Linked DNA regions of Mus musculus: all the other regions are linked to region 2. The links are chromatin contacts, called in public HiCAR-type, HiChIP or PLAC-seq and promoter capture Hi-C maps. All regions are on one chromosome and are shown on one strand. The core of a region is the stretch at or near the end of the contact, and the rest is flanking DNA. Distances in the headings are between cores, read along the strand shown. Region 1 holds the start of Tbck (TBC1 domain containing kinase). Region 2 holds the start of Pla2g12a (phospholipase A2, group XIIA). Region 3 holds the start of Neurog2 (neurogenin 2). Region 4 holds the start of Tifa (TRAF-interacting protein with forkhead-associated domain).

Evidence for each region. Promoter capture Hi-C pulls out the DNA fragments that hold promoters and counts their contacts. HiCAR-type assays count read pairs that join an accessible place to other places. HiChIP or PLAC-seq counts read pairs in DNA pulled down with a chosen protein or histone mark.
Region 1: a HiCAR-type map of astrocytes shows a contact between it and region 2, with 4 times the contacts expected there. The contact joins the promoter of Tbck here to the promoter of Pla2g12a in region 2. A contact is called at or near these places in 1 of 39 promoter capture datasets (hippocampal neurons) and 2 of 115 datasets of contacts at active chromatin or transcription factors (astrocytes and regulatory T cell precursor).
Region 3: a promoter capture Hi-C map of hippocampal neurons shows a contact between it and region 2, with 3 times the contacts expected there. The contact joins the promoter of Neurog2 here to the promoter of Pla2g12a in region 2. A contact is called at or near these places in 2 of 39 promoter capture datasets (hippocampal neurons and pre-B cells).
Region 4: a contact with region 2 is called in an H3K4me3 HiChIP or PLAC-seq map of pro-B cells, with 11 times the contacts expected there. The contact joins the promoter of Tifa here to the promoter of Pla2g12a in region 2. A contact is called at or near these places in 5 of 39 promoter capture datasets (the 3T3-L1 cell line, hippocampal neurons, liver and 1 more) and 2 of 115 datasets of contacts at active chromatin or transcription factors (large pre-B cells and pro-B cells).

Annotation. Positions count from the first base shown.
Region 1 is chr3:132,682,368-132,687,465 of GRCm38.p6, reverse strand. Tbck (TBC1 domain containing kinase) reads right to left here and starts at 3,322. Exons shown (of 26, transcript NM_001163455.2): 1 at 3,072-3,322; 2 at 474-694. The coding sequence starts at 666. Aimp1 (aminoacyl tRNA synthetase complex-interacting multifunctional protein 1) reads left to right here and starts at 3,587. Exons shown (of 7, transcript NM_007926.2): 1 at 3,587-3,673. The coding sequence starts at 3,672.
Region 2 is chr3:129,877,324-129,882,331 of GRCm38.p6, reverse strand. It overlaps Pla2g12a (phospholipase A2, group XIIA), which reads right to left and starts at 3,726. Exons shown (of 4, transcript NM_023196.4): 1 at 3,397-3,726. The coding sequence starts at 3,613.
Region 3 is chr3:127,630,592-127,635,355 of GRCm38.p6, reverse strand. It overlaps Neurog2 (neurogenin 2), which reads right to left and starts at 2,220. Exons shown (of 2, transcript NM_009718.3): 1 at 1,899-2,220; 2 at 1-1,628. The coding sequence starts at 1,627. The coding sequence ends at 836.
Region 4 is chr3:127,787,441-127,792,926 of GRCm38.p6, reverse strand. Tifa (TRAF-interacting protein with forkhead-associated domain) reads right to left here and starts at 3,055. Exons shown (of 3, transcript NM_145133.4): 1 at 2,756-3,055; 2 at 1,398-1,454.

The DNA.
Region 1 (5,098 bases), core at 2,073-4,572, 2.8 Mb before region 2:
CCAAATATTCTCAGAGCAAATACTTTTTCAAAAATGAGCTATCCAATTTCAAGTATAGCTTAGTATGCTTTTTCAGAGAAACAAAGAAAAAGTAAATATTTATGAAGGTCGTCTTCACCATTAGGTAGAAACATATGAAATGTATTTTATAGAAAACATGGCTGAATATCAGAAAGCACAAAGGGTTGACTTTCATGTACTTTTTTATCTCCACATGCTCAGTCCAGTACAAAGAACTCAACGGCACTCAACACTGCTGTCTCAAGGCACACACTTTTCCACTACTTTAGTTCTGTAAAGGCAACTGCAACAGTGAGACAGTAAGAGTCCCTTTCACGTCAAGTCAGTCAAGAGTACTCTGAAGCACAGAGAGCAAGGTCCTGACTGCTTGTCAACAGATACTGACGCAGTATTTTCAAACTGCATCTGGAATTGAGGCAGTGAACATAAAATTCAAAAGAGAAAGATCTTACCATGCTTTCCCCTAGAAATATCCACATATTGGCACAGTCTGGGGTGGGTGATGGTCTTAAGGATTTGAAAGCGACCTAAGATTTTGATGGAATTTGGTGTGAGAGGAAGTCCGTTGCTTCCACAAACATCATGTGGGAGAGCAGAGGCAAAGAAGGTAAAGGCGCCCATCTCAGCATCCTTCAGAGGAAACATTTTGTAGTCTTGGATCCTTTAAGATGATCTACAAAACGAAAGAATTTTATGACACAATGAGCTAACATTAATCCAGTACTTTCTCAATTTAAAATTAAAAGTCGCCGGGCAGTGGTGGCTCACGCCTTTAATCCCAGCACTTGGGAGGCAGAGGCAGGCGGATTTCCGAGTTCGAGGCCAGCCTGGTCTACAGTGAGTTCCAGGACAGCCAGGGCTACACAGAGAAACCCTGTCTCGAAAAAACCAAAAAAAAAAAAAAAAAAAAAAAATTAAAAGTCAACTTGGAAAAACAATACAAAACAACCATGATACTCTGAGAGCAAGTATTTTTAAAAAAGTCAGTTTAAAAATTTAAAGACAATGTTTGAAAGAAAAACACCTAAGCACATGTTTATATTGCAGCTCAAAATCAATTTCAAAGGTTTTCAATAGCGTAAAAAAGAGAAGAGTTAGAAGATTTCATCTTCCCATTCAATTATCCCTGCAACTGAGGAGGGGTGTGCTGTTGCTTTGCTGTTCTGCTTTGTACAGGGTCCTCACCTAGCCCAGGCTGGCCTTGAACTCCTAACCCCCTGCCTTCACCTCCCCGGGACTTGCTTACACACATGCACCACCTTGCAGGGCCACGTAGCCATAGAAGGGGATGCATGCTTTCTCCAAAGAGAAACCAAAAGGCAAAAACAGAGGAAGGGGGTTTGAAAAGGAGAAAGGTTAAAAATATATCTAAACACACAATCTACTAAATCAAGCACACTTACCATTGGAGGGAAAGAATGAACCTGAATTATCTTTGATATTACAAAAAGGTCCATGGTCATGACATTGAGGGAAGGAAAAAATGTGACCTAGCACACTGTGTGGGTTTGCACTGAAAAGTAATTATAAATCCCTACTACCATGAACATTTGTTTTTCTGCACATAGATTAAACAACACACTTAGGAACTATGACTAATTTTGACAATGTATAAGTAAAAGTCCTGCTAAGGAAAAAATGCAGGTGTCCCTAGACTACACTAGGAATTAATGATAGCACTATTTGCTAGACTTCATCAGCTAATTAGTCATAACTTTTTGTTTAAAGATACTACTTGCTTTCAAAACATAAAAAGCCAAGTACTAATAGCCATATGCATTTGATGACTGACCAGGAGAGAAACCCTAGACTGCCTCAATCTGGTTTGACAATTGAAATTAATGTGTGCTCTTTATAATAAAAAGGATATACACATTAGTTCCACCACAGATCGGTTATGCCCATCCTGTTTTTACGAAAAGTTTTGATGCAAACCACTTCATATCCAATGCACACCTCAGACTTGCTCTACAAGAAGCCTGTAGAGCACAAGGCTCCTCTGTTCATTGGGAGCCAAATAAAGTCTCCCATAGGCTTTCAGAATTAATGGACCTGAAAACTTGGTAACACAGGCGAATTTGTTTTCTTGGTGATAAATGGAGAGAGCCAGTGCTATTCTCATCATAATAGAGGAGTCAAAACACATACTCAAAAGTTCATGTGAAAATAGTTATGACCACTATTCTGAATCTTGTCGATACTGTGAGCTAGCTTAAGTCTACTTGAATCTTAACTTCTTATTCAATGAGTAGATGCAAAATTACAGAAAGTTATATCTACATAGCAGGCTTGAAGTCATAGGAAAGGTGAGACATAACCTCAGCATTTTAATATTTAACTTTTACAATGATATATTAGATTTTCCGTTATAGACATTAAATAACATACAACTGAAAAATCAGACAAGTGTTTATGACTCAAAAAGATAAACCACAAGCAAGAAAACAAATTTCAGTATCAGTCTATCTCTCTGGTGTGCATGAAGCTCACGAACAAAAAATTGACACACACACACACACACAGGTGCTCACACTTGGTAACTAGAAGAGAGTGAAAAATGAAAACGATGAAGTCAGAGATTACAAGAGAAAGCCATGTAGGCAGGTAGTTGGCTTGGAAAATTTACTCAGGGAATACTTTGAAACTTCTACGTTAAGTCTGACGTTTCTGTAGCCAGAACACTGAAAACCACAAACATGGCCTGCACCTATAATGAACAAGACACAATGTAAACTCTTAAAGAGATTGGAGATGACTCACGTGAGTCGAAAATGTAGAAGAAGAAGAGGAGGAGGAGGAGAAAAGGGGGGAAAAAAGAGGGGTAGTGGGGAGACGTGGATTTTATCCAGAGTAAAATCGTATTTGCATTTCTAAGACTCGGTGAACTTGGGCTTCAGGGAGAAGGAAGTTTGGAGACAAACACAACAGCAAGCAGCTCCACAGATTGGTTCTATGGGTTCCTGCAGAATGGCCGGGTCACTCACAGTACCTGATTGTCCCACAAGTCCCACCCACTAACGCCAGGCAAGCGGCGACACCAGAATACCTGCCTGAATCTGGGGACGCAGAGATTGGGGGGTTGAGCTCCTAAGCGCGGAAGCTATGCCTGGCAGTGCTTAGTGGGCCGTGTCCTGCATTTCAGGCGCGTCTACAAGAGGCCGCCTAGGGAAGGTGACAGCCGGAGCGACACGCCTCCGTCCGCGCGGGCCTCCCGGGTCCCCGGCTCAGAACCCGAGGGTGAGCGCGCACCTCGCTCCACTGACAGCGCCCAGCACCCCCTCCCCCGCCGCCGCCTCGGGTCGGCCACTGCTCATGACGTCACATCGCCGAGACGCAACCCCGGGGGAAGACCCCAAAACTTCCGGCCGCCTGTCCCTTGCCCAGACAGACAGCCAAATGTAGCGAGTGAGAAAGAAGTGAGGGAAGATCGGAGGGAGGGAGGAAGGAAATGGGAGATGGGAGCTCAGTGTGGTACAGGGAGAGAGCTGGCGCAGGCAGCGGACGGCCGATGAGCGGTGAAACTGTGAAACGCTCAGGCATTTATCAGGGACAGCCTCCTGGGTCCTTTCTCGCTGCCGGGGACTGCGGGAGGCTGGCCCTTCCTTCTCCCGGCTGAGGCTGCTCAAGAGCTGCGGTTGGGTCACCGCTTCATGTGAGTGTCCCGATCCAGAGTTCTTCCCTTTCTCACCCGGGAAAAAGAACCTGACCTTCTGTGTAGTAGTGGGAAGCGCGGTCAAAACCTCCACCCACGTGCCCCCTTTTGATTCAACTTAGTTTGGGCAATGAATACGTGGCCGAGGGAGAGCATGCTACTGGAGGCAGGGGGTGAATGCATTACCTTGTTTCCTTTTAAGTGAGAGTGCAAAGGATTTCCAGTGTTTGTACGTGAGGACGGGTTGAAGAAGGAGATTCCTTGATTTCAACAGATATTAGAAACACCAGCTACCACTATACTCCCGGCAACAGTTTAGTTATTGGGTAAAGATCCATAAACTAAGTAGAAATGACTGTCAACGAAACGGACAAAAATCCCAGTCGTTGCCTCTCGGCTAGGGCTTATTGTTGAAGTACAGCATTAAAAGTAAGGTGAACACTCTGTATTTTAATATTGATATGTTTTACTTATGGGTATGTGTTCATGCCCGAGTGAGTTTTTGTGCAAAACTTGTGTGGAGGTAAACGCGGAGGCTAGAAAGCATCAGACCCCTGGGACCTGGAGTTACCTGTGATTGTGTGCTCCTGTGTAAGTGCTGGGCCCTGAGCTTGGGTTCCCTGCAACAAGCACTAAACGCTTTTTAGTGTTGGCATTTTATACTTAAATATTTTAGATTATAAGTACTGCACAGAAAAGGTATTAAGCCATAAAAAAAAAAAGGTAGATTATTTGACATGGTTGCCAGAGAAGGTTCTCAAGGAAAAGATGGCTTTCTAGGAAGGAGGTGACACAAATAGAATTAACAATAGAGAAAACCTTCAAGAAGTACAGTCAGTCATAAGGCCAAGCCATTGCGAAGGCCATGCAACAGAAACTTACCAAAGTATGAAGGGGTCTGACCAATGCCTGTGGGCTCAGAACTGAGAGAGGGGATTCATGATGCAGACAGAGAGTGTGGGCTAATCAGGGGGAGTGAAAGCCATAGAAGGTTTTCCAAGGCCAAGTAATGTTACCCAGCTTCGTTTTAAGAGGGTTACTCCATAGCCCTCTTAGACTGGGGGCAGAAGTGAGAAAGGAGATCAGTTAGGAGGCTTTTGTTTTACCTCAAAGGGAACATAACAGTGTCTTCAATAAAGGTCCTAAGTGTCCAGTCAGGTCTTGAGTGTGTTTCCCAAATAATGAAAGCATTTAGGCTTTGGGAAACATTTTGAGTGAATTGTGTGAATTTCAGAATGACAAACATAAGTTAAAATCATGGTTTTGCCGTATAATAATTGGATGAATCCAGACAATACATATACTTTCTCCTGGTGTATAAAATGATATCTTACATGGTGGAGAGTAAATGTCAATGTCAAATGTCCATTAGTTATTGTTCTTATTTGCATTCTTGAATTGGAAGTAGGCGTGATGGTGTGGTTG
Region 2 (5,008 bases), core at 2,477-4,976:
AAAAGTCACTCAGCATTCTCTCTTGGCCTCTGTATGTGTACATATGGGCCCATCAACCAAACACCCACACCCACATGCATGCCTCTCTCACCAGACAGACAGACAGACAGAGAGAGAGAGAGAGAGAGAGAGAGAGAGAGAGCTGGCTAAATGCCAAACATAAAATGTGTTCCCATAAAAATTTCTGGAAGCCAGGCAGTGGTGGCGCATGCCTTTAGTCCTAGCACTTGGGAGGCAGAGGCAGGTGGATTTCTGAGTTAGAGGTCAGCCTGATCTACAGAGTGAGTTCCAGGACAGCCAGGGCTACGCAGAGAAACCCTGTCTCGGAAAACCAAAAACCAAAACAAAAAAACAAAACAAATTAAAAAAAAAAAAAACCCTTCAGGGAGGGGCTGGAGAGATGGCTCAGTGGTTAAGAGCACTGACTGCTCTTCCAGAAGTCCTGAGTTCAATTCCCAGCAGCCACATGGTGGCTCACAACCATCTGTAATAGGTTAAGATGCCCCCTTCTGGTGTGTCTGAAGACAGCTACAGTGTACACGTATGCATACAATAAATAATTCTTTTTAAAAAAGCCAAAACTTCAGATAACTCTCATTAAGGCATCTTTTCCCATCAGAGGAAAGATGACCCAAAGGGAACAAGTACCCAGAACACCAGGCTCAGGGAAGGGAGGTTATAGGAAGTGCAGACATTTGTTGCCTTCAGCAGCTCTTGCCTTCCCCAGGAGATTGGTAACAAAGAGTAGCAAGTGAAGGGAGGTTTGAAACCTTCTCATGGGAACAACATAGCTCTGAGATGTTCTCAGTGTTAACAACTCTACAGCTGGTGCTCACAAGCTGTCTATAAAGACTGCACATTTCAAGTCACCCTTGTGTCTGTAAATAACAGCTGCATCTTTCCACTGCCACAGGCAGAAACCCTCAGTCACCCTGACTGGCTTCCTGTGAGCCCGTGCGTGCCCTCAGGAAATGTGTCCTCACTGTTCCGTGCTGGGACATTCTTTCCCTGATTACCACAGAGCACTCCTCTTACTTCCAATCCTGAGACCTTCTTCTTCTTCTGTCCCGGAACAGCCTACAGGAAAGGCAAATGGCTCCCAGTACTTCCCAGGACCACTGTGGTAGTCTTTCATTTCTTGTGTCTAGATGCGCTGGCTGCTTCTCTGCATCAGAACACAAGCTCCAGGGACAGGGATCTTATCTACCACTGCAGAATCACCCCACCTTCCAACGGCTGGCACACGATTGACACACCGTCAAGACTAATGTTTGCATAATGGTCAGGAATGAAGTTAGAACTTGTGCCTCCAGGGTCCCCAATGAAGGAACTACAGGAAGGACCCAAGGGGCTGAAGGGGTTTTGCAGCCCCATAGGAGGAACAACAATATGAACCAACCAGTACCCTCAGAGCTCCCAGGGACTAAACCACCAGCCAAAGAAAACACATGGTGGGACTCGTGTCTCCAGCTGCATATGTAGCAGAGGATGGCCTAGTTGGTCATCAATGGGAGGAGAGGCCCTTGGTCCTGTGAAGGCTCGATGCCCCAGTGTAGGGGAAGGCCTGGACCAGGAAGCAGGAGTAGATGGGTTAGGGAGAGGAGGGAGGGGATAGGGGGTTTTGGGAGGGGAAACTAGGAAAGGGGATAACATTTAAAATGTAAATAAAGAAAATATCTAATAAAAAAAATAGAACTTGTGCCTTAGCAAAGTTATCATTTACTCCTTGTTACCCACGACACCCCACTAATACAGCTCACAAAAACAAAATATTGTACAGGAAGAAAATATTCTTTTTGGTGTGTATCGGTGGAAGGTTTTAGGCCTAAGTTTTGGAGGCAAATGGAGATCCCTAGAATGAATTCAATGGAATGTTCTTTATATTATCATAAAGATGGAGGCTATCTGTAGACTTATAAGCTGCAGGGACGTCACAGGTTTACAGGAGAGACTTTTTTAAAATTAAGTTTACCAACTCTGCAATCAGGGTTTCTCACTAAAGTCATGAATTTCCCTATTATTTTCAGCTGGTAGCCTTGGCTAATCTCATAAGAAGCTTGATTTTACAAGTTCTATATCCTAACATTCTGAATTGCCAAACAGAAGCCTCATCCCACCCCTCAAAACACACACACACACACACACACACACACACACACACACACACACACACACAGAATGCTTTAAAATAAAACAAAACACTAAAACAACAAAAAACCCTCACTCAAATCACTGCCTTAAGTGCTGATTTTATGACTATTCACGCTGCCATGAAACAAGTTCTCAGATTCAAACAGAATGTTTAAAAACAATGAAAGGAATGAGCAGACAAACTCTAATATTGACAGAGAATAAGGAAGAGAGGCCAGTGATACCCAAGAAAGCTACAAGGCGGACAAGATGGCTTGTGTCTGTCATCCAAAACCTGGGTGGCCAAGGAACAGGAGTTTAAGGTCAGTCTCAGCTACATACCAACTTCAATGCCAGCATGGGCTACCTGAGACCCTGTCTCAAAAATCAAATCAAGACAAAACTGCAAGTCTTAGATTGTTTTCCAGAAGTTAGGGAACTTTTTCAATGCAGTATACCTCCCTCAAAAACCAAGTACATCAGAAATCTATACAAAAGCCACAATTTATTTTACCTAGCTTTGCAGGTAAACAAACAAAATGGCACTTAACACCAACTGATGGCTTTTAAATTGTCGTTTGGCTTTCTATGTTTAGCTGAACCAATTACATGATGTGTGTGCGCGCGCCTGTGCATGACCGCACGTGCTAAACTCAGTCTGTCCCACTTCCCTCCCACCTTTCCCGCCCCCCACCCCCACCCCGCCCCGTACATCAGAAAGTTCTTAGGCAACTTTGTGCAATGGCGGGGAGAGAGGGCGAGAAGCTCAGATGCAAAGGAGAGCAGAGTGCAGAGCGCGCACTCAGGTGACCTCTCACATTTGTTCCCAGCTTGCTCAATCCCAAGGACAGCACGCTCCAAGCGCTGCTCATTCTTTCCACACCCGAGGACGCAGTCAATGCCTGTCTGGCGTCTGTTCCCCTAATCCCCCTGTCCCGCACTCGTCCTTCCATCCCGCTTCCCTGTCCCCGCCCCCCTGCTCCGCAAGTGTCCCCCGCCCCACAACCTGCCCCACACGTACCCCTCCATCTTCTAGCCCCCCACTTGTGCCCCATCCACCTGCTCCACACTTGTTCATCTACCTGTTCCACACTCCACACACACACATCCCCCTGCCTGGCACCAGTCCCTTTATTTTCTCGCTTCATACCCGTCCCCATCCACTTGCCTGGCTCGGATTCTCGCATTTCCCCCCAACCCCCCAGCCTCCGGGGACTGTCCCGCCTCCAACCCCCTGCCACCCCGCGCCCCCTTGTCGCGGCTCACCGTCGCTGCACTTGTACTGGCAGAGCCCGTCCTCCCCGCCCAGCAGGTCCAGCGCGGCGTTGAGGTACGTGTCTATCTTGTGGATGCCGTTGCGGATGGTCTTGAGGGTGGCCCTCCAGTCGGTGGTCTGGTCCTGTTCCTGCCCACGCGCAGTGGCCAGCAGCAGGAGGAGGAGGAGCGCGGGGCTCCGGGCGGGCGCGGGCCGCGGAGTCACCATCTGCGGGGCCGGCGCGGCGGGGCTGGGCAGCGGCGCGCGCTCCGGCTCCGGCTCAGGCCCCCGGCCTCCTCCGCGCTCGCGAGCTCGCGCCCCGTCACTGAGCTGCGCCGAACGGTGGGCCCGCCCGGGCACGCGCGCCGCTGCCCACAGTGCGCATGCGCCCGAGCGTGGGAGCCTCATTGCCCACGTGGTCTCCGGAACGCTCCCGTAGCTTACGGTCCTGCCTCTATGGAGTCTTAAAAACGCCTTGCCAATGCCCTAGACATAGTCATTGCTTTGGTTCAACACCACAGTGAATTGGTTTTGTTTTGTTTTGTTTGTTTTTTGTATTGTTTTTCAAGACTGGGTCTCTGTGTAGCCCTGGCTGTCCTGGAACTCACCTAGACCAGGTTGGCCTCGAACTCAAGAGATCCGCCTGCTGGGATTAAAGGCGTGCGCCACCGCCTCCCAGCTCCTAGTGAGGTTTGTTTGCTTGCTTGTTTTACAAAGCTCTCCTGTTTACCGAGACACCATAATTTAGAACGACTCCAGTAGCACAGCCTCCCTTGGGCTCCGCAGTCCCAGCCTTTACTGGACAAGGCCTGGGGTCCAGCGTAGAAAACTGTTTGAACACGGGCTGGCCTTGCACCCTACCAAGCCTGGATTTGCCTCCTGGGTTCTTGTGGGAACCCTATGATCAGCCGCAGTCCTAGCAGCGCAGCATGGTCTGGAGGATTGTTGAAGATGGAACTCTGCTCAATCTGCCAGAGCACTTCCTCCATTGCTTCTAATTCTAAGGAAGGAGAAGTTGGCAGTTATCCCTCCTTAAAATTCTAAATACTGTAGAGAAAAAGCTAATCACCGACTAGGCAGAGGAAAGGGAGGCAGGAGTGTGTCTTCCGAAGCGGGACAAATGCGGTAAGGTTACCTGGGACCAGCCCTCAGTTAATTTTTCTGAGACAGAGTCTTGGCCTGTAGCCCAGGCTGCCCTCCAACTTGCCTTGAACACACTATCCTCTCAAGTGCTAGGATCTTGGCGCCAAGCCTCTCTCTTTTCTATTTCTTTACACATTTACATCTTGCTGAATGTATGTCTTTTACCTTAACAATAACCTGTGCTCTGAGGACACGGGTTGCCGCGTGTCTCTCTCTGGGGATTACGTTCTCAAATGCCAGATTCTTTGGCACCTTTTCTCGTCTATTGCACACGGATGCAATAACACGACTGGTTAAACCGGATTCAGTTCCTCACTTCTCTTTATGATCTGCCATCCATGGCCACAGCAGTCACCTCATAATTAAAATAAAATCTCACCATTGCCACAGACTCAGATCCCCCTCCCTGGTACCCTGTCGTCATCAGTTTTGTCCCCAGACACTGTATTTTCTTTCCTTGACCCATCTAGAACCAGGGGC
Region 3 (4,764 bases), core at 971-3,470, 2.2 Mb after region 2:
CATGAAGCAATCCTCCCTCCTGATTTTTCCTTTTTCCTTCACATTTTTTCTTTTGATAGAGAATTCAGCCTAAATTTCCACGCTTGCATTCAACCCTTACAAAAGCCTACAAATTATACAATGACTTCTAACCTGGCCCTCTAACAAAACAAGTTTTTCCCCCTTATAAATCATAAGAGACAGATGGCAAAATGGAGAAAAAAAGCAAAAAGAAGGGCGGGACAATAGGCATTGTGACGAATCTGGGAAAAAAACAAAGTGCACATCAGAGAGGGAAAGTTTGGTTTGACAGGTGAAATTCCCACAGCCTGCAGACAGCAATGGGAATAGAGCAGATGCCAGCCATTGCAAATGTGTGGATAATATTATTACCAGTAAATTCATTCAGATGCTAAAATACATTTCTTTCGACTGACATTAACATCTCTATGTAGAAACGAAGGTGAAAAGATCACAGGGACCAGTTGCATTCCCTCTGAGAGATTCACACGAACTGCCTGCCCGGAGTTCTCCTCCAGCAGCTCTGAGAGAGGGGAGGAGCGTCAGTCTGCTCTGCACACTCGTTAGTTATGGTACTTTTTCTCAGTGTCTTTTACAGTCTTACGAGGTTCCCCACGCCAGCCCCCACTCCCACACGCCATAGTCCTCTTTGACCATAAATCCTCACATCTTCAATAAACCAGAGCTGGTCTCCACCCCCGAATGCACCAGCCGCCGAGGGGATTGCAAGGGCCACCTCTGCTCTGTGAAGTGGAGTCCGGGGCGTGGAGGGTGAGGGGCGGGAGAAGGATGGGAAGAGGGCCGGGTAGAGGACGAGAGAGGGAGACCCGCAGCTCTAGATACAGTCCCTGGCGAGGGGCAGGTGAGGCGCATAACGATGCTTCTCCGGAGGTGGGGGCTGCCAGTAGTCCACGTCTGACCCGGGGCTAGCGGGCGATAAAGTGCAGCTGTATGGGGACGTGGAGTTGGAGGATGACGCCGGGCTGTTGGTGCAGCTCCAGGAGGAAGGTGGAGAAGGGCTGTCCCCGCTGGCGCCGAGCGCAGCTCCCGGGCTCAGGAGCACCGCCTCCGTGAAGAGCGCCCCCTGGAGGCCACCGGCGCCGGCGCAGTGGTCCGCCAGGCGCAGAGTCTCGGTGAGCGCCCAGATGTAATTGTGGGCGAAGCGCAGCGTCTCGATCTTCGTGAGCTTGGCATCCTCGGGGAAGGTGGGCAGCACCTCGCGCAGCGCGTCCAGCGCGGCGTTTAGGTTGTGCATGCGGTTGCGCTCGCGGTTGTTGGCCTTGAGCCTGCGGGTCTTCTTGATGCGCTGCACCGTCTCCGCCGTCTTGGCACCTCGGGAGACGGCCCGTGAGCGCGACGGGCGACGCTTGCACTCGTGCATCAGGCCCAGCAGCCGCCCTGGCCGGCAACCCCCGGCACCCGACGCCGGACTGCCCTGCACCCCCTGCCCGGCTTCCGCTCCACGCTGCCCACGCGCGGAGCCCGGCCGGCGCAGCTCCTCGTCCTCCTCCTCGTCCGCGCTGGAGGACATCGGGGTCAGGGTCGCCGAGGCCGGGGAAGCCGAGCCCAGCAGCATCAGTACCTCCTCTTCCTCCTTCAACTCCAGAGTCTCAGATTTGACGAACATCCTGAGAAAGAAGAGGCAGATGAAATTTATTCCCAGAATGGACAGGGTAAAGTGTCGCTGGCGCCGCGCCCCGCCCCCCCCCCCTCCATCTCCCTCAATGTGCATTCGCGAAGATGGCGAGGACAGAGCTGGGGAGGAGCGCCCCGGGCTCGAGCCACCTTCTGCCGGTCACAGAAGTCACTGCGTCTAGAGCGATGGAGTTAGCGTGGGCGGCGTGAGCCTGCGTGGGGACACTGCCTGCGAAGTGGAGAGCCGCGGCATGCACACTTACCTACGCGGCTCCAGATGTGTCGCGGCGCAGCTGCTGCTCCGGTGTGTGTCCGGGAATGTCCCCGCAGCCCGGAACCGAGCACGGTGTCCTCCGCGCCGCGGGCTTGGCGCTTCCTAGGCGCACCTCCGCGGGGGGGCCTCTCGGCTGGGCGACTTTGCCAAGAGCCCGGACGACCGCGGCAGCTCGCCCGAGTCTCGTGTGTTGTCGTTCTCGTGCGTGGTTGTCTGTCAGTCAGTCCCTGGCCGTGTGGCTGCTGGCACGCGACTCCAAGGCACTCCAGTTAAAGCCGAGCTGCTTGTGGTTCAGTGGCTGCGTGTCTGGCACACGACTCTCCTTAAAACCCCTTATATACCACCAAGAAAACAATCAGATCTGCCCCGGGGCCCCCTCCTCACCTACCCTTCCCCCGCCCTCTCCTCCTCCGCCTGTCCTGGTCCCCCGCTCTCCCTCCCCAGCTTATTCTTTTCATCGTATTATCATCATTCATTTCTTTCCCTTTCTTTAGTCCCTCTCCCCCTCCCCTGGCCTGGCCATCCATCCTCCTCCTCCATCACCCCCGCCCCTCCGTCCCCCCTTTATCTAATCAGCATAAAATGGTTCTAAAGCTCCTGTTGGCGCTCCAGGCTGCAGCCCAAGCTACCGAAGCCGCGGCGGCGGCAGTGGCTCAAGCTGCGGCTGTTGTCGCCGCCGCTGTCTATTGTGATTGGTGGCTCGCGCTCGGCTGGAGCGTGCCGCTAATTTATTAATGAAAGGAGGTCGCGAGGCGCAGCTGGCCAATCAGTGTTCCCGGGACTCCGGGAGGCCTGCGAGCCACGCGCACCGGAGCCCGCTCCCTTTCAGCAGCTCATTAGGGGCCCGAGTGCTGGGGGCCCATGGCGGGGGGGGGGGGGGGCACCCCGACTACTGCTCCCGCCCGAGTCCTCCATACGCGTCCCGCCCGTCTCAGCCGGGGTCTCACGGGCGGGCGACCGGAGCCTTGAATTAGTGAGAGTCAGAATCCCGGAGAAGGCAGCCTGGTGGTGCTGCCGGCCATGTCTCGGCAAAGCCTCTTTGGGGCCGTATCAACTAGAAAACGGGTTTTAAAACACCTTAGTCTAATTAGGAAAAGGAAGGGGTCACGTACGTGTGCCAGACAGGAGGCACGTTGTGAGAGAGTGTGCCTGAGTTCTAGAGAAACGTGTCTATGACTGTTTGGGAAACATTAGGAGTTCACAGAGACGTCCCCTAGAAGGGGAAATTGGTCGGAGAGCAATTGATGAGCATTAAAAAAAAATAAAATAAAATAAAATAAAATAAACGCACTCACTTGACACACCCATTTTCCCTGAGACACAGTGAGGCTTCACGCCTTGACGTAATTTGGGGGGCTTCTGGTGCGGAAGGGGATGGGTACCAACAACAGGTTAGAGCCAGATGATACTATAAGGTGGCTTCCTGTGTGGGTGGCAAAGGCAGGCGTGCTACTGCTCCTAGGAGCGAGTGGATCACTCTGACACTTGTATGACCTCTGCTCCGCTCTGGGGGGCGTTGTTGAGACATAGGGCCTGTCCTCCCAATTCTGCCTTTTCAATGGGGAGAAAAAAAATAGAAAGGAGCTCTAGCTCCCTGCTGGACTTGAGAGGAAACTTGTTCTGAATTGCTGTCTGTCCCTCCCCTTTACCACTAGACGCAGAACCAGAGTCCCAGAAGTGAGTGAGTCCTGAGTGTCATCTGGGACCGGTCGCGGGGTCCTTTTTTGCGAGGATGAAAGGAGAGTCTTGGGAGGGGCTTTAGCAGTCCACCAGAGCCAGAGAAAGAGATTATCCGCAGGTCTCTGGCTCCTTAGTTCGTTGGGACTGAAAATGAGCTGAATCTCAGAGAAGAGTTCAGCCAGAGCACTGTTCGCATTGGCACGGTTTGCGTGTGTTTAGTTCCCTTAGAGGGCTACGGAGCAGGATTTGGAGAGCGTGGAGCCGAAGAAAAGCAAAATTAGCATCCAGGGAAATAGTCTGGATCTTTGCAGCACCCCAACCTCCAGTATTTTCTGTCAAACTTTCATTTCTTCCCCCTTTAAAAAAAGCACATTTCCTAAATGTAAAAGCATTATTTCATCTAGTTCCCGCTAGATCCTCTCGGAACACTTTAATTTCCCTTGTAGACAGGACTGAAATAATGGGAAGGCACAGACGATACTGGACTTCAACACACGCCATCCGGCCCTCTCAGAGACTCTTCCTTTGAGTCTCTAGCTCTGTCTAGAAACTCGCAAGAAGCCGAATAGTCTGGAAGGCAAAAAATATATATTTGGAGTGAGAGCTGTCGGACAGCCCACATGGTTGCAGGTGCACGCGACCTTACGTAGTTAGCATTGAGACCAAACACTTAACCACCCTTCAAATTCTTCCTAAAAGAAACCCCCACTAAGGGTCTGTTTGGCCTTGGCTGAACGGATGGGGATTTAAGGAACATGTGGGAGTGGATGCGGAGTTTGTGTTTGTTCATAAACTTGAATAGAATAAAGGATGGGAACAGTAGGATCTGATGAAATGATCAAAGACCATTAAAAACAAATACCAGAATGATGAGAGGAACCTGCTGTGTCAGCCTCGGGACAGCTCCACCTCTCCACGGGGGCTGCCTGCAAGAGAAGACAAGCGGCTAAATTAATGCACTCGAAAACAAAGGAAGGCTTATTTGGATATCAGTAGAAATATATCTCTTTGGGCAAGTTGCTTCAATTTTGTTTTATTTTATTTTATTATTTATTTATTTTTTATTTATTTATTTTGCTTAGCCAGGCAGTGCTGGGTGACTTAATGGCAAAATATTGTCAGAACATAGTCATAATTCAGTTAAAGCTTTAAAGGGAACCTTAGGAGCCTGTGTA
Region 4 (5,486 bases), core at 1,806-4,305, 2.1 Mb after region 2:
GAAACCCTGCCTCGAAAAAAAAAAAAAAAAAAGAAGAAGAACCACTATTCCAGTCTGAGTGTCAGAGTGTCAGAGGTGAGTCCTTGTGATTCTTGAGGCTATGCTATGTTACTCCACTCTAGGCTGAGAAACTCATTCACCTCTCAGGAGGATGAAATGGCCACAAACTCTGACAGTTAGAAGGGTTTCTGCTTATGGTGCCTTTCCTGTGTCAGGCAGGGTGCTGGGTCCTTTGCTTGTGCCATCCCAGCTCATCTTCAGAATAGCTCCATGAACGACCCCTTTACAGGTGAGAGAGATGGAGCTAGGTAGAATGTAAAGAGTGGGTTCCGCTCCAAAACAAGGTGCCAAGGCCAGGGTCCAGACCCCAAGGCACTGTCTCTTAGCACTCCACAAACTGCCTCCCTTCCAGGGTTCACAGTTATACTTTGCAAACTATAGAAGTTAAGAGAAGGAGGGGGCTCAGATGCATGTGCTATAGCCAGCGAGCTGTGAACCTGGACCCCACACCACTGTTAAGGAGGGAAGTGTGGCTGCCTGCACTGCCTCATAAGAGGATGTGAACCAAAGCATTGGCTTGCTGCAAAAGCTGATCACCCTTACTCCTGCATAGGAGCACAGGCCTACCATTCACTGGCAAGTCTGCTGGTTGGTTGGAGAGTGGAGAAGGCAGATAACTAATCTGTTAACTTCCAGAGGCCCAAGGACCTTCTACAAAGTAGCTTGAACCCTTGGCACTTCAGTATTCAGTAGAAAAACAGAAATGAATAATTAACATAACAAATTTAAGAGTAGTAGTTGTTTTTTGTTTGTTTGTTTGGTTGGTTTTTAAGCCACTGGTGTGTAGAGGCTCAACAAAAGTTTTTTTAATTCTGCTAGTTTTAAATACCAAATACACAGAAGGCCAACAGACTGCAGTAGTAACCATGTTTGTCTTGGGAAGGGGAACCAAAGGGCCAGGAGAAGAGAGATTTCTCAGGGCACACCAGGTACAGGAAGATCTGTTCAAATATCTAACAATTTTTTTTTCTTTACAAAACCCATAAGCCATCATATTTTTGTGGAATAAAATAGAATTAGCGATAGTAAAGTATCATTTGGCAATGCGTGTGTTACACAGTATATTACTCTGTTATCTGACATCACAAAGTTGTCAAACATGAACATCTGGGGAACAGTAATAATCGGTTAACAAAGAAACTATTATAGAACAAGGAAAGAGAGGAAATGAAAAGCTACAGACAGGAGCCAAAGGCATGGCTCTTCACCCCCCCCTACACACACACACACACACACACACACACACACACACACACACACAATTCCTCCAACCCCCCCCCCCCCAACTCTCCAGGCTTAACCCTTTGCGTGCTGGATACCAAGATGCACACACTCACCTGAGAGTCTTCCAGTGGCCACAGCTAGATCAGGACTCCTGAGCCTTGTCTCCTCTCCTGGGAGAAAAAAGAGGGGTCTGTGTCGGTGTGTTAGGTACACCGCAGCACTGACAACCCAGCTGCGCACGCGGGACAAGCTGCTCCTAACTGACCCCTGTGTCCTGTGAAACCAGTGAAGGACTACCGGGCTTTGTTTTTGCACAAGGCTGATTGGTTGCAAATACCACAGATGAGAAGCTACGCAGAGATGTTTTTACTAAAATGAGCCAGGTGTCCAAACGGTTTAAAGGGAAGTTTGCACGGCTCCCCTGGGTAGGGGTCACGCATGCCATCAAGGTTTCTCACGTTTTTAGAATTTGCTGTAAATGGAGGTTCCTCTGAGTCGATATGCTAGCGATTGTGATTACAAGAAGGGAGTTTTTATTTTTGCAAAAAAGCTTCTCTTCTTGACAAACACCCGACACCGAGCTGGCAGAAGGGGAAGAGAAACTTGGAAGAAACAAAAGATAATTTTACTCTCTTGCCCAACTCCCTCAGTTGCCATGGCCCCACCGGGTGTCTTAGAAGACATTTGTCCGCGAATTTTACACCAAAGCAGACCTGCACTGCCGACTCAGCAGCCTTTCTGGTTCCCAATCTTTCAGAGAGAGTGGGGGCAACCAAGTACGGAGAGGAGAGCGTCAGGCAAGCTCAGCGCTTTCCAGCGTTGGCGATTCTCGCTCTGCCCACCCTCCACTTCTTATCCCCACCCCGGCCCCACTCCCCTCCCTGGCCGCGGACCCCCCACGGAGCCTCTCCCAGCAACCGGATGCGAATCCTCTGGGAAAATTGGAAAATCCCGGATCACAACGACGCTGGGCTTTCCTGTGACCCGGCTACGGCCGGGAGGTGGGTCTGGAAGAGGCTTGTGCACTCCGGACTGGGATATTTCCCAAGTTCAATAACAGCATGTGACGGCGGGGGACCGGGATGTCGGCTAGTGAGCCAGAATGCACAAGCGGCATCCTTCTAGTTTCCGATTGGATGAAAAGTTTGCAAGAATAGGAGAGGAAAGACATACACACACACCGCTCCCCTCCCCCAGTATTGTTCGGTTCCTCCCTTATTTTATAAAGATCACGTATTTCATAAGCTTAAGATCGCGCTGGCTATATATTTTTTCAACCTTTCCTTAGTATATAGTGCAAGACTGCCTGTAAACCAAGCCAAGGAGAGAGAGAGCGAGAGCGAGGGAGAGGGAGAGGGAGGGAGGGAGGGAGGGAGGGAGAGAGAGAGAGAGAGAGAGAGAGAGAGAGAGAGAGAGAAGCAGGCAAGCGACAGTCCCCCACTCTCAAGCTAAACAGGTGACCAATAGGTACCTGGGGACTTGGAGGTCCGTGAGTCTTGCGGAGCCTTCTGGTGGAAGCCTGGGGATAGGGGTGGGGGTGGGGGACCGTCGCTGCCAGCGCCGTGGGAGCTCGAGGAATCCGCAGGTCGCTGGTCCTCCCACGCCACCGAGCCTCCCACGGGCGCGCCAAGAGCGGCCTCGCGCGAGTGACCTCGGCAAAGCCCTTGCCGGGAGGAAAGCCCCGCAGAGCCAGGCAAGAGGCTGCCGCCGCCGTCCAGCCCTTTTCCACAGGAAGCCCTGCCCCCTGTCGCCTCTCTGAGGTCTCCTGACTGACCGGGTTTGAGTCGCCGGGCACCCGGGGCGACCGCACCTTCTCCAACAAGAGGCAGCTCTAGATGGCATGTGACCCGGGAGCTGGGCTTTGAGAAGAAAGGAACTGGGTCGGTTCCAGATTAAGAGCTGCTGTGGGGTGGTGGACCAGCAGGCAGTTGGAGGACTCGTTGGGGACCCTAAGAATGTGCGCCTGATCTCGGGCCTTGGGAGGCAGTGGCTACTCTCTGCTCAACCCGAGGCGTGGGGAGCGGATGAGAGTCCAGCCAGACAGGATTGGAACCTTCCTCGGGATGCTGCCACCCTGCGCACAAGCCGTCCAGAAGCCTCCTCACCTGTCACTTCCGGCTAACCAACCTTTCTTCGCCCAACACCTAGTGCTGAGTGGTGACAGGGGCAACAGCCTCGTGAGGGTCTTTCAGAGGACCGACTGGATACCCGGACACTAATTTCCGAAGTTCAAGGAGGTTGGGATGGAAATACAGAAGGCAGCTGTGGAGAGAGGTAGGAGAGGGCTTCTATTTAGGGAGAAGAGCGATGGAGAGCAGAGCGAAGAGAACCAGAGTGACTGTAGAAGTTGCCAAGGATGTTCTAGTTGTCCGTTCCGTCGTCCCCTCTGCTTGGGAACCTGAATAGCAATTCCCACAGTCTTTCCATGGAAACTGTTTATTTGTCTGGACTCTGTCCTTAATGTCAGGGGAGGTAGGTCTTTTTCTGGGACAATAAAATGATGTGGCTTCTGCACTGTTGTCAGTCTACTGGAGGGCCTCCCCCCCCCCCCCAATTCTGCTGGGAAGCCTCGGCTGGGAAAGGACTTAAGTACATTTAAGTGAGGCAGATTCCAGTAAGGGATGTAATTTCGTTGGTTAATGATCAACGTTTATTATTCCTTCTTGGAAGAAGAGACAGCCACGGAATCTTCTTTCGATTGAGCTGTATCAAAGCAGGTACAAGATAAGACATTGCCAAGTGATTGTGCCAAATAAACCCAGGCAATAAAGTAACATAAAAATCGGAGTTTCTGCTCTCAGATCTCTTTCTTGTTAACGGTTTTCTTTTTAGACAAGGTTTTGTCATGTAGCTCAGGCTAGCTTCCAAGTCAAGACCCTTCTGCCTCCTGTGAATCCTAGCGTCATGATTGTGCTCCATCTGAACTCTTTAATCTTCAAAGCTGAGTTGAAGAACATGTGAAAAAAATGTGACGAATAAGGGAGTAATAAAGTGATGGACATGGTCAAAGTGCATTAACACAAGTAGAGAAATAACATAGAAACCTTCACTTTATACTATTAATATTTAAGTAGGGGCTATTAACAACACTGACAGAAGATACAGGTTAAAATTCAGGATGCTAGAGGGCATGCTCTTTATTTTCCAGAACTGTCAGGCATGATTGATCCCAAAGAGACTCTAAGTAAGCATGCAGGTCCACATTAGAATCTAATCTCGGTCACAATTGCTTGACCCTGACAACTAGTTAAAAAATAATGGATCTTAAAACCGAAGATGAGCATGTGATCAGCAAGAATCAGGCAGGAGTGTGCACCTGAGAGAGAGTTCCTCTGCTTCCAGGCCTGAGGGATACTTGGCTGGCGCTGCAGTTACTGGCCTTGGCTTATCTCAGTTCAGATAGCTACAGTATCGCTCCAGTAATCTCCGCTGGCTACACTTCTGGACAAAGACAGAAGGTCCAGAATGAGTAGCCTGAAGCCTCGACTTGGGCAAAAGCCAAACAGAAATGTGCCCTCTTGTTTCTGTAACTTCAGTTTGTGGAGGCTTCTGAAGCCCCCAGAAGACATGCAGGAAATAAATGGTCTTAAGCCTCTCGTTCCTAAATTGGGCTGTCTTTTTTAATTATACCTTATTGTTGTCCATTCCTATGAGACCAGTGAAAGCAGGTTTTTTTTTTCTATGAAAATACCTTCTATTCTCCCGTTCAATTGTCATTTGGAGGCTTACTGCCTCAGTCTGTAACTTAGGCCTTGTCCTGAAAGCTTCTAGCCTCTCTACAATCTTATCTAGGCCTAGAGTGTGTGAAAGCAGTTTTTAAATGAGATTATTTCACAAAGTTACTTCAGATTTTTCTTCTTCTTCTTCTTCTTCTTCTTCTTCTTCTTCTTCTTCTTCTTCTTCTTCTTCTTCTTCTTCTTCTTCTCCTTCTCCTTCTCCTTCTCCTTCTCCTTCTCCTTCTCCTTCTCCTTCTCCTTCTCCTTCTCCTTCTCCTTCTCCTTCTCCTTCTCCTTCTTCTATTCAAGGCCAAATCTTAGGCAGCCCCGTTAGTTAGCTCTGAGAACTGCAAGACCCAGAATGTGCTGCTCTGACAAATGTGCTGAGAAGGGGAAGCAGAAAGAACATGATTAAAACATCCTGCATCAGAAAAACAAAACAAAACAACAACAACAAAACCACCCTTCATCAAAGTGTCAAGAATA